Regions from separate parts of the Xenopus laevis genome. Here region 1 is linked to region 2. The links are chromatin contacts, called in public Hi-C maps. All regions are on one chromosome and are shown on one strand. The core of a region is the stretch at or near the end of the contact, and the rest is flanking DNA. Distances in the headings are between cores, read along the strand shown.

The links. Hi-C and Micro-C count contacts between places; a contact is called where the count stands out from the background.
Region 1: a contact with region 2 is called in a Hi-C map of the XL177 cell line, with 4 times the contacts expected there. The contact joins the enhancer-like site here to the promoter of plcxd2.L in region 2. A contact is called at or near these places in 2 of 4 Hi-C or Micro-C datasets (the XL177 cell line and the XTC cell line).

Annotation. Positions count from the first base shown.
Region 1 is chr2L:63,057,603-63,064,791 of Xenopus_laevis_v10.1, forward strand. It overlaps cuedc1.L (CUE domain containing 1 L homeolog), which reads right to left. Exons shown (of 11, transcript NM_001086219.1): 8 at 6,943-7,036; 9 at 4,436-4,494; 10 at 3,795-3,864; 11 at 1-626. The coding sequence ends at 620. Among protein-coding and RNA genes, the nearest start is that of guca1c.L, 63 kb to the left of the region's middle. Within about 2 kb of position 4,914, at least 1 of the 7 cell types and tissues checked has an H3K27ac peak or open chromatin away from gene starts, as enhancers often do.
Region 2 is chr2L:62,663,706-62,670,340 of Xenopus_laevis_v10.1, forward strand. It overlaps plcxd2.L (PI-PLC X domain-containing protein 2), which reads right to left and starts at 1,351. Exons shown (of 4, transcript XM_018246462.2): 1 at 940-1,351. The coding sequence starts at 1,024. nectin3.L (nectin-3) reads right to left here. Exons shown (of 9, transcript XM_041581950.1): 9 at 4,823-6,569. The coding sequence ends at 6,528.

The sequences.
Region 1 (7,189 bases), core at 3,664-6,163, 400 kb after region 2:
CCTTCCTTTATGGTCTAACATTTAGTCAGGTCCCACAAAGTTACAGATATCTGGAAATACTGTTGACAGCCACACTGCTATAGCACCACAGCTAACCAGTAAGGCAGATACATACTGTATGCAAGGCAAATCTCACCTTCAGGTGTGCCCCTAATAAATTCCTTCAAGCCCCTTAGGGGGCAGCCCCAGAGTTTGCAAGCCTATGGGTTAGATAAAGACAAGTGTTTCTTCCCCCACAAACATATAACATAAAAATTATTTGTTTATTGCACTTGGTCATTTCGTGTTATTCAAAAGAAAATCAACAGCTTTTGTGTTGTGCACAGAAATTTCCTTAATATTTTTGTTTTCATACAGAAAGAGGAATTGTATCCCTGACAAAATAAAATACAAAATAATACAGATGAAAATGATCTAGGTAATATGTTGTGCCATTTTACCACTATATTTCAGCAGTATGACTGCTACAAATATTGCGGTTTGGCTGCAATTATGACATATTAAAAAATTGTGCCTTGTATTTGTGTTTGTACAAAGAAAAGAAAAGTAACTGAAGCACAAAATCCAAATCTATTTCCTCTTGCTTTGATGAGCAGTTTTCTTCACAAAGGGCCTGGAATTAGGACCTGAAATATAAATGAGCATTAATTAAAACAAGATTCATTTCAATACTTGGTTAATCAAAATAAAAACTGATAAATATATAAGTAAATGATAATTATCTACATGTTCTATTCTTCTTATCCTACCCCTATTTCTCCCACCCTTCAGTCTAAAGCCAAGCTCTATTTGCAGAGTGTTGTTGATAGATACATTAAAGACTAAAGAAAATAGAGGTTAATGCACTGAGAACAGTATGAGACAGGTGTTGGTCTGTCATTGCCCTCAAATGATTTTTCTTTGTCCTTCTTTTCATACCTATGAAAGTTCACTTTTGAATTAACTTAATGTACAGTAGTGTAATTTAGTGATATTCTTACACAGTTTGCAATTGGTCTTTATATTGAATTTGGTTTTTCAGTATATTATATTTTTGTTTAGAAGCTCTCCAGCCTGGTATTTCAGCAACTTAGTGGTTTCAATAAGAGACTGGAATAAGTATAGGAGGGGGACAGAATAAGAAGCTAAGTAATAAAAAGTAACAAGAGCAAAAAAATTGTAGCCTCACAGAGCAATCGTTTTTTTGCCGTCAGTGACCCCCTTTTAAACACTGAAAAGAGGTAGAATAGAAAAGCAAATAACTCAAAAACTATAAAGAAAAAATATAAAGATTAACTGCAAGGGTATTAGGAACTGGACATTCTGTAACACAATAAAAGTTAACTTTAAACTGAATCACGCCATCCTAAGGGATGGTTGATGGATACATCATTGCACATTGCTGTGCCAATGCCTTCCTATACTTTCCTCCACTGCCAATACATGGACAGCTGACATTAGCCTTCTTAAAAAAGACACATACAAACCATGTAGAGCATTATCATATTTACATTGCTTTTTACACCACCTTTTAAGCACAATTTTTTTTACTACCTTACTGAAATCATGTAATCATGATGCATGATGTTAAAGGAAAACTATACCCCCAAAATGAACACTTAAGCAACAGATAGTTCATATCATATTAAGTGGCATATTAAAGAATCTTACCAAATTGGAATATATATTTAAGTAAATATTGCCCTTTTACATCTCTTGCCTTGAGCCACCATTTCGTGATGGTCTCTGTGCTGTCTCAGAGATCACCTGACCAGAAATACTACAACTCTAACTGTAACAGGAAGAAGTGTGGAAGCAAAAGACACAACACTGTGGGGCTCATTTATTAAAGCAGCGCAGCGCATAAGTGGACGCAAAAGGTTGTCTGCGCCATCACAAGCGTGATCGCTAATATATTTGCGTGATATTGCGCATAACACAGAGCTTTTGCGATGGTTTTGTTTATGCGCATTGCGCAAAAGATTGGGCATTTATGTCGCAAACGATGCCGTGGTTGTTAGGGGCGTGGCTGTGGGCGTGGCTACAATGCGCTTGCACTGCGGCCGTCGCAGATTTGCGTCTGTATATGTGCAAAACTGCACCCGGGCAACAGCACCACAATTTTTACGCCTGCCTCTTCGTGGCGTAATAGTAACGCTCTTCAAAATGCGCATTCCTGCCCAGCTGCGCTAGTATATTCAAGATGAACAACCCTTGTAAAGTGCATATTAACCACGCCTTCCACCCAACATGTTTATATTGACCAAGGTTCCTTTAAGGGTATCAGGTAGGCTAAACACCTTTGCAACCAAACAAATATTAGCACAGAAACAAATGCAGATGCGTCTAAGTGAACGCAATATGCGCAATATGTGACGCAACTAATTAAAGCAGCGCATTCATACATGAGCACAACTAATCCTTACCTTTGCGGTATCTTCCTGTGCGCACAATTTATTATAAGCACTGCGACAGCTGATACGCAGTTTCACACGTCGCACCTGTCTTGTGTCTACATTAGCGCACAAATCGCACTGTTAAGGTATCGTGCGCTACATTATTAAATACTCGCATGCGCTGGGCAAATGTCTGGCCACTGCGCTCTTTTTAGCGCTGCGCTGCGTTAATAAATGAGCCCCTGTCTGTTAATTGGCTCATGTGACCTAACATGTATGGTTTGTTGGTATGTTTGTGACTACAGTGAATCCTACGATCACAGGGCGGGCCCTTATTTTTTAAAATGGCAATTTTCTATTTATGATTACCCAATGGCACATACTACTAGAAAAGTATATTATTATGAAAATGGTTTATTTACATGAAGCAGGATTTTACATATGAGCTGTTTTATGCAATATTGTTTTATAGAGACCTACATTGTTTGGGGGGTATAGTTTTCCTTTAATTCACAAATAAAGCCAACATAGGAGCCTTTTGCACCATTTATTTTATATTATGTTTACACTACTTTTGTGGCATACATATTTTACACACTTTTATATGCCTCTCAATATAACAAGGTATACATAACTGGGCTGCAGCATGTGCATGCAAAAACTATTTTTTATTTTGAAATTTTCATTTTACTAGATCAACATAATTGTAGTGTATTGTTATCACTGAAATGGTGACCAGGGAGGTGACACAGGCTTTAACCTGAAAGGATAAATGTCAAACTAAAAATGGGTGATTGATGACAGATTCCTGATTGCTAGAATTTTTCATCTATGAAACAACAGAGCAGGTTCCCTTGTATTCTGTACTATGTGAGTTTTAATGCATTAATGCACTACATTTTAATGTAACTGCCACTAGTGTTTTTTAAATAATATCTGTGGTATAATTTTAATTTCCATTTGTCCAGTAGAAGCACAAAGTACATCTGGGTACAGGTAAGGCATTTTCTAGATCCAAGCAATATATATGTGTAATCCATATTGTCTGACTGTTGGGCTTTGGCCATGACTTATTAGGAAAAGATATAATTGATTAGATCAATAATAATATAACCATTTATAATATATATTAATAATATAAGCTAGTCAATAAAAGCTACCGACTAAGGTGGCCATACACTATAAGACCTGCTTGTTTGGCAAGATCACCCAACGAGTGGTTCTTTTTATTCAATCTGCCCGTGAATGGCCACCTTTAGTTTGTTACAAGATTGGCAAATTTTTGGAAATAAATCCTGGCCTCCATACCACTGTATTTTCTTCCTACTACAAACACTACAAAGTATTTTTTACTAGTTGGAATAGTAAAATACTGACCAGGTGGCATTTAGTTCTTGTAAATATTACAAGAAAACCTACTTTGGTTGTCCTTTCAGTGTTTCATTTTCTTCACGGCTCTGCTGTCTTGACTTTGTCTGCGCATCTTCATCTACAAAAAGTTGAAGATGTGAATTCCCTTTCAGAAAACCAATAGAAATCTAGAACAGTGATTGCTATGAAGTCCTACAAAATCATTTAGTGAAAAAGCCTATAAAATTAAATATATATATAAAATAATATTATATTATAATGTTATATAAAATATATATTATATAAAATTATATATAAAAATGTACTTTGTATGTAAATATTCAATTCCTGCAGTTGAATATGTGTTACAGCAACATCTGGGGTAAGTATGTACCACATTTTTATGCTGCTTGAGCCACTGCTTGGGCCACTTTTTTCAAGTAGATTTCCTCTGGTTGTTGACACTAAACCTCGGTTTTCAATGCTGTAAGTGTACAGCATTCTTTTGTTTTAGTTTAGCAGGTAAATAATAAGGTAATAATATTACTGCAGCTCAATATACTCAACCAGTTGGCAGGTGACTGTAACAAGAAGCTGGCTAAGAATGATAGATGTGTTCAACAGCCATTGGCACCGAAATTCTAGGCAAACTATTTTTACTTTAAAACAAAGGTTCAGTTACAACAGGTTTTTGGGTTTACTGTGCTTACCGCATGAATGAACTTCAACATTATCCAGAAGGTTTGCTGTGGAGGCAGCTGTTCCAAGGCTGAAGTTTTCATTAAGAAAAAAAATTATTTATTTTATTATAACAGCTGCATTGGGTTAGATTACCATACTGAACTTTAATATTACCAGTAGAAAAATAAAGCCACCTTAAAAAGGAAACTTACTGCCTAAGTATACTCCTCAACCAACACACTCATTTTAACTAGGGATGCAATGAATCCACTGTTTTGCGATTCGGCCAAATCTTTCATGAGTCCTGGACCAAATATGAACCCTAATTTGCATATGCAAATCTGGGTAGGGAAAAAGCAAGAAGAACTGTACGCACAGGGGGCGTGGAAAAAAACTGCAGCTTAATTGTATGTGTGACAAAAATGCACGTGCAGGCCCGGATTTGAGGCCTGTGCCTAGGGCGGCACATTTTTCGGGGCGGCATGCCGCCCTATGGGGAGCAATGGGAACGCGCTGCTGCCCAGTGCTCCTGTGATTGCACGCCAACACTCTTTTGCCTGCGTGAGGTACTGTGGGCATGCGCTACAACCTAGGGCCTAGGGGCCCGGTGCTGCGCATGTGATTTTACAGTTTTGGAATCAATTTGGCCAGGCACTTGAATTCCCGAGAATACTGCTAAAAAAGCCTGAATCCTGAACTAAATCCTGAATTGCCTCCCTAATTTTAACAGGTCGCCAAAATTCTGCCTAGAATGTGTCCATCATGTTAATAATCGATATATCTCATGACTCTGCTGAATGTGGAACACATATTAATGAAAGCCTTTTCTTGTCCTTCTAACCTAATCTACACATCCCAGTTGTTTCCAATTTTCAACTTTAAATGTACTTTTCCTTAAAATTTACAGGCCATGCAAAGTAAAAGTATTAATGGAAGAGATGTACTTCTCTTCCAAAGATGAACATAAATGCACTCAGCATGTCAGGCATGGCAATTTGTTTGCATTTCTTGGAGACAATGCAAGAATTGCTTTCCATAAAAAGCAATTCAAATTGCCTGTAAATGTACAGAAAATAGATGTCCAACTGCACTGATCCAAAAGCTTAAAACATTCTGGCAGCTATTCCCTGATGCACCATTCAACACTTCGCATAAACCACATAAGGTATATACTGAAGGCTAGTACACAGAACCAGTGTAGTACAATATGTATACACAATATTTTGGGAAACAGCATGGGGACAGCATGCAGGAACTACATAACCCACAATGCATTGCACTATGATGTTCTGTTCCTTCTTGAAATCACATGTACAGGGAATTGTGGGGTTTGGAGGATGCAGGCTGAGGATGTTGGCTGTTGATACAAAGTAACAGTAGTCAGTCAGCTCAGCAAAGTAGTCAGAAAGATCAGCAGGAGAGGGGGCTAGGCTTAGGGAACTGTCAGAAACCATTAAAAATCATGAAATGTGTGCATGTTTTTTTAATTGATGTATATTGCAAAGTTGCTTCAAATTATGTTTACTTTTCAAAAAGCTTAAGTTATGTTTTTGTGGAGTTCCCCTTTAAAGTAAATGGCAAGTGAAGCACCTAAGTAACCTACAGACCTACTAATAACAAACCAGAACACATGCATACCATGACAAATACTAAAAGTATATTTACACTTTATATAGACTTAGATTTCAGACTTTAAGACAGTTCTTTATCATATTGACTATGTATTAAATTTGACCGAGCCTTTATAAAATTGCCTTACTGCTTTTATGTGGTTATGTAATAAAATACACTAAGTTTACCCAGGAGCAGTAATTCATAGCAACCAATCAGCAGATGGCATGTTTAAAAACAAATATCTTATATTAGTGGGTTACTGGTCCTGGGCAAACTTAGTTCCTTTTATTACATAAAGGGGGTTAGTGGTTTTTTTTTTTGGTGTGCATTTGCTCTATTTTGTTATTATTGCAAATCTCCACTATAAGCATATATAAAAGAAAACAAATTATTGTGCAGACAACCTTTACTAGAAACTGATTATAGCGCCAATAACATTCGGAAATGTGGTTTCCCAGTAATTTATAAGAAGGAAACTAGATAAGTACCATATATTACAGCGGCCCATTTAAATAAAAATAGAAGTGATTATAATTAGTGACGGACGAATCTGTCCAGTTTCAGTGACTTTTTCCAAGCCATCAAAACTCTTTTTTTTTTTTTTTCTTTACAATACATGAGTCTATGGGCATTTCTTTGTGGCAAAACCTGGTGAAAATTTTCACCCATCATTACAATCTAGGTCATGTTGATTACTGTCATATTAAACAAAACGTGCTTGCGGAATCAATGAACTGTACAATGCAGTCCTCAGCAACTGGATGTCTAGGTTTCTATAAAAGCAGAGATCTCTGTTGTTTTAACAGGCTGGATGTTATATGCATAAAGCTTTACAATGCAGGACTTTCGAACAATTAGCCTAAAATTTGATTTTTAGTATAATGCCTTGTTTAGCCAATAATATAGCTTTAATAAAGGATACATCTGATGCTTGAGCAAAAGTTTCCTTTTCGACTTCCTCATTTTCGTTTTCTCTGAAAAAGCTCTGGCGATTTCAAACAATTTCTTCCTTGTAGCTGATAAACACAAAAAAAATACATTTATTTTGGTTGATAGGGAATTTATACAACAGTGCCCTACTCGAATTGTCATGACTTTGCATCCATATATGCACAGCGTATATAATTTCTAGCAAATTAAAGTATATTAATAGGGAATTTCTATTATAG
Region 2 (6,635 bases), core at 101-2,600:
AAATAAAAAATGTTTCTAATATAGTTAGTTAGCCAAAAATGTAATATATAAAGACTGGAGTGAACAGATGTCTAATAAAACAGCCAGAATCCAACTTCCTGCTTTTCAGCTCTATAACTGAGTTAGTCAGCGACTTGAAGGGGGGCCACATGGTACATTTCTGTTCAGTGAGTTTGTAATTGATCCTCAGCATTCAGCTCAGATTCAAAAGCAACAGATATGACCCATGTGGCCCCCCCTCAAGTCTCTGATTGGTTACTGCCTGGTAACCAGGGTAACCAGTCAGTGTAAACCAAGAGAGCTGAAAAGCAAGAAGTAGTGTCCTGACTGACTTGTTATACATCAAATCACTCCATCCTTTATATATTACATTTTTGGCTAACTAACTATATTAGAAACATGTTTTATTTTGCACAGCCTATCTATTTAACCAGTTTTTATTTTTACACTGAACAATTCCTTTAAAGCTGGCCATAGATGTGCAGATATATCCTTATGTCCGAAAAAAAAAATGATCATTCGTTACAATTTCCCGACCTACCACTTATCATTTTGATTAAATAAAATAGCAAAAAGAACAAATCAGACAATGTTGAATGTTAATTCAAAGACAGCAATCGTGCGAAAGTTATGTCCAAAAAAACAGCAGTGACAATCACCCACTGATATTATCAAACAGGAGATTTTTGGAGCACAAAATATTTTGGAGGGTGACCTGTTTGTCAGAAGTCATATTGAAGTCATACTCAAGCACATGAGAACATAGAGCAGATGTTACCTAGTCAGCCCTAAGGTAAGTTCCAGAAATGTCCCTTCACATTATAGTGTAAGCTTCATCAAGAGTCTGCCTTGGAATCTCGCACAAAGGCTGCAATACCTGTGGAAAGGAATAGGGTGAGGAAGGCAGGACAATCTATTTGAGCAGAGGAACGGTATTACCTGGTATGGCAAGATTAGCCACTGGCAGTACACTAAGGGCGGGAGGAAGGGACCCCATCCAGTCCTGATAGCACTTTCCAGCCATCCCTGTCAGCTGCACGTCTTTGGTCTATTCCCATTCGAACCTAGTAGCGCTTCAGGATCACAGCAAGGAATGCGAACACCTATGAGCTCCTCAGTACGACGCGCCCAGATCTAACCCAACCGCATTCCTCTTGTGGGTAGCTGTTTAGTCGGGCCGGTTATGCCTGGCACAAATTGCTCCCTGCTTGATTAATGTCATGTTTCCGCATCTCGGGGACACAAGTGACAACTCAGGACAGACAGTTAAGCGCCTTACCTGACAGCTGCTGACTAAGCGGCGCTCTAATCACCCAATCAGAAAGAAATCACGTCAAGCCAGAGCTTCATAGCCCCGCCTCCCCTCTCCCTGTAACCAGGAAACAACTGGGTAACATTCGCTCATTGTTTAATGGGAATGGGATTGGCAGGTACCGACAATTTACAAAGTGTTCCAGCCTCTGCAGCAGGTCCGGACTGAGAATTAAATTAGGCCCTGGCATTTCAGGTACACAGAGGCCCACTCAGAGGCCGAAACAGCCCCACCAGCTCACTAAATACTGACTTTCTATGGGAGCTTATAGCAGCCCCTCTGGCATTTGCCAGAACCCACAGATTGCCAGTCTGGGCCTTCTCTGCAGGCAGCGTTATTTGCGTGTGTGAGTAGTTCACTAACAGGCACCAAATTCACCAGTATCCGTAAACTGACGTTAGTTGTTTTCTTATTGGTCAGGCTGTTTGTCTTGCTAATTACGTTTTTTTATCGAGGACGCGTCCATTGCTGTTCTATTCCTTGTGTAGGTTCGCAGCAGACCAGTTGTGTTGCCCCACTAGGAGCAAGTAAGGATACGGGAAAGCATAACTAAGCCTCCTCGTATAAATACAATATACAACCTTTTGGTTAGCTGGTCTAGTAGGAAGTAACCAGGAAGTGTAACCAGGGAGCTTTATATAAAGCATTTGGTTTTTGTTTATGTTGTTTTTAATGTTGAAATAGACTGCATAAGAGATTGTCTTATTTTTTCATATTAGTTTCCTTTTTATGTTACTGATAGTTCTGTGGTATATTCTGAAGGGGCCCCTATGGGTTAATCTGCCCTGCAGCTTTAAGGCCCCCACCTTTTTCTTAGAGTGATCTGCCAGGAGAGGTGTGACAGCTTCCTGCTACACTGCACTATAGTGTGTGTAAGGAGTGGCCTCTTCCGCCTCTGGATGCTGATCCAGCTGGGTGCGCTCAGAGGGGCTGAGTACAACAGGCATGTGTCCAAGTCGGGGACCAGGAAACCCTGTGAATGAGGAATAGATATACTAGGGCAGACTTGTCATAGTCTCTCTAGTAGAGAAAGGCAGGTTAGAGAGAAAAGAGCAGTTCTGAGCTCCAACGCAGGAGTGATAGATTGGAGGTATCTCTCCCAGGCCATATTGCCTGTAGTATAGGGATGACCCAGTTGAGAGGGAATCAGGAGAGAGTGATTGCCCTGAGGTTGATCCAGAGACCACTACTAGAATAAGTCGCAGAGGTGAAGTTTGTCCCCAGGGAGTGTCAGCCTGTGTCTGCTCTAAGTGAGCCTGCCTGCAGATCTGTGTGAACTCTCTATATGATGTTGCCTCAACCCCTGCGTGAGTAGAAACCTGATGTCACTTGCCTCGTGCATAGTTCAATAAACCTTGTTCCTGATTTATTAAGAACCTCCTGGCGCCCAAGTCTTTTGTTATTGCACAGTAGCCTGTGGGAGTTGTAGTTACACTACACCACACCTTTAATCTTCCATATAGCGAAGGCCCTAGCCTGAAGTGTTAGAGTCACGTTAAGTCACTGGTGAATTAACCCCGTATGGCCCAAATAGGTGTTACAATTCCATAATAATGTACAAAAATATCTTGTAAATGATATCCTTATAAACGGTGAGTTCTGATGTCATTTCTGTCACATGACTCACTGAAACGTGTGTATTATAATAAATAAAGTACCCCCAGTTGTAAAATATAAGGATATTAGAAGTTACCTCGGAGTTCCATGACCTGTATAAAAACACTCGGCCTTCGGCCTCGTATTTTTGTATGGTCATGAAACTCCTCGGTCACTTATAATATATAACAGTTCACTTTTTCCAATTATTTTCTATCCTCTATTTGTGCCCGATTTTTCCAATATTGAAGTGTAAAGTTTCATTTTTCGCCTTCCTTTATCTTTCTAAAGCAGCTGGGGGGGGGGGGGTGTCGCTGACCCTGTAAACTGTTCTAAATTGCTAACATTTAGTTGATAAATATCTTATTTATGGCCCTGCTGAGCAGAAGCCCTGGGTTTCATTAAAGGCAGCTGTTAATATTTAATACAATAGATGCTAATATTCTACAGATGCTCTTGGGAAATGTATCAACTAAATGTTGTGAAATTATAACAGTTTATATTCTGCACCTGAATAGATGCCAGACTGAAACACCAGAGACAGGAAAATTCAACTTTAAACTTAGAAACTTAGAAAATGTTACACAAAAATGGAATTGAAAAAAGGCTTTATTTCCGGTGAACAATCTGAAAACAACTTAACTGAAAAAAGTGTTTGGAAGGTGAACAACCCCCTTTAAGCAAATAATCCATATTTCCTTTTTCTCTGTAATAATAAAACAGTACCTGGTACTCGATGTTATCTAAGCTACATAAATCCACATTGGTGGCAAAGCAATCCTATTGAGTTTATTCAAAATAATGGATTCCATACATGTATTCACCTTCACTATGCAATTAGTGACACTAATCTATCTTTAAATCACTGACTGAGTTTTCCCCCACAATTCCAGTGTAATTGTAGCTGGCCCTTCCACCACCTTCAGGCTGGCAGTAGCTCCAGGGATCCCACAGTGGCCAGTCGCTGACATGCACCTAGAGTATGGCACATGCGCCATTAGGACGAAAATGATGGCATCCTCACTTTTCAGTGCAACTATGTATGATTTGTGACAAAACACAACTACAGTTGCAGTAGAATTTGCAGAACAAAACTAAACAAAAATAATTCTGCACTGGACAGAGAGTTTGCTATGAAAGAACTGCAGACCTAAGTGCTTGGACAAACTGACAGTTGCAAACCTTTTCCCCCTCAGGAGTTGTGTCTGCGCAGAATAAAATGCAAAGAGCTCCGTACTATATAAAAGGTGTAGATTGAGAAAATGATAAAAAGCCTCCACAAGGTGTCACTCTTGCCTAAGTATAAAGATAAGCCTTTACTTGTTCTTTAAGGAAATTTTCAACTCTATATTTGGGCGGGCCCCCTTTGGTTCATAATATTGAGCTTTAAAGCTGGACCCCTTGTCCATTGCTTTCAAGAACCTAGGCTTTGTATAATCAGTACTATTGATACGATTTCCTGGATCTTTATAAATTTTAGCAAATGTTGCCACAGAAAGCTATGTCCTGCCAGAACTCTATATCATGTTACTACCAGTACTACCAGCATTTCACCTTAGATATTTTTTCTTGTTAAAAAAGCACCCAATAACTCATTCCATTACTCCCTGGATGAATCACATGTGGTGAGTTTACAAAATAAATAGTTGTACTTTGGAATCCATTTCTACATACCATGATTTTTTACTAAGGTATTCAGACCAAGGGTTCTTACAGACGGGCGTTTCATCATATCGTTATTTTTCCTGCATTCCACCGCAGGGGAGCACAGAACAAAAAGCAGCCGGAGCTTCCTCATGGACCCTTACTGACACAGGTGCACTGAAGAGCTGAAGCAAGTGGAACGCAACACTATGGGTTCCACCTGTGTTTGGTTCTTGGATGTGCCTGTGTCAGTACAGTTTGATAAAGAAGAGGTGTGGGAATCTCAATAAACCTCAAATATGTAGCACGATTGCCAGAGTGTGTGCCATCTGATTTTTTTGAGGTTTGCATCAAGGTTTCCAGATTGAGCACCACAGGAATATATTCACAGAATTTTGTACTACTACACGTTTGATAAAGAAGAACAAGTTGTGCTCCCCTGCTGCAGGAAAACTGAACTCAGGGCAATGCAGGGTGAAATGCCCCATCTGTATGAATGAACCCTTAAAATTAAGGTTACTGACATACCAGGGAATGGTGAATTTAATCAACACTATTCTCCACATACGATTATTCAAAATAGTGCACACTTGCATGATTTTTCCCTGGAAATATAGGTATATGCACTAATGGAAAAGCAAAGGCACTAACTGCATGAATTAAGTCGCCATATGGTTGATATTCCCTATATCTTTTGCCAAATGGTGATTATACTCTGGGTACTGAAGTAATTTGGGGTCTTGGAAGTCAGTTTGGTGGCTGTACCTCTCTTTGTTAAACCACACAAGTGCATATATTTAACTCCAGCTTTTATCTTTTATGATTATAATGAATAAAAGACATCTAAATTGCAGTTAAGATATACTTGAAGGCATCTTAAAATAAACTCACAAGAAAAGTATGAAAATCTAAAATAAATGAGGATAAAGAAGCATAAAAAGGAAATACATTTATTACTATTAGAAAATCAAAACAAACCTAATAGTACATACAGTAGGACACTCACTTTATCAGCATGTTAAACTATTTATTTATTAAAGAGGATCTCCGGCTTCCAAACCAAAATTTGATAAAGAGGCCCACATAACACAGAAACCCCTAATTTAACCATCACAGTTACCAGTTTCTTCAAAAAGTATTCCAGTCCAGCTGTTTAACAGCTCTTCTCTTTCTGTATCAGGGAGGGACTAAACACTGATGTTACAACCTCTCCACAGCTTACAGACAGCATGCAGGAACTACATAACCCACAATGCATTGCACTATGATGTTCCGTTCCTTATTGAAATCACGTGTGCAGGGAATTGTGGGGTTTGGAAGATGCAGGCTAAGGACAGGTGGCTCCTAATACAAAGTAACATTAGTCAGCCAGCTCCGCAAAGTAGTCAGACAGATCAACAAAAGAGCAGGGGGCTAGACTTAGGGAACTGTTCCAAACCATTAAAAATCATGAAAAGTCTGCATATTTTTTAATTGCTTCATACTGCAAAGTTGCTTGAAATTATGTCTAAATTTCAAAAAGCTTAAATTATGTTTTTGTGGAGTTCCCCTTTAAGGACTATGGCAGATATGTGTAAATAAACTTTCCCCAATCTACTTCATGGCTAAAAGTTATTGTAGCTGAATTTGTGCCAGCACAAGGGAATCTGCCAGGAACTTCATATCCATGGGACAGAAATACCTAGGTGTATTATTCATGGCAAAAAGAGTGCAATGCATGGTAGGAGGATCTGTCGGGGCCATACTTTTACACCACCATAGGGGATTTGCCACTGGCACACACTGTAATTGGCTTGGGAACAAAGACTGAGCAGGGCCCCAAAGATTTTGTTTAGATCTTATTGTGTGGTTTATTCTTTACCAAAGATACAGGGAGGATTTCTCTGATGAATAATATTGATGTAATAATTCAGTCTATGAAAGCATTCCACGTGCTGTGACTCTTAGAGCAGTCAGTATCCTTTTTGCTTTTTCTTCATACGTACTGTGAGTAGTAATGGCCTTTAATACCTTTAACCTAGAATACAAATAGAAACTCAGCATGCATAAGAATGTATAGGTCAAGTTTAATTTCCTTTCTACA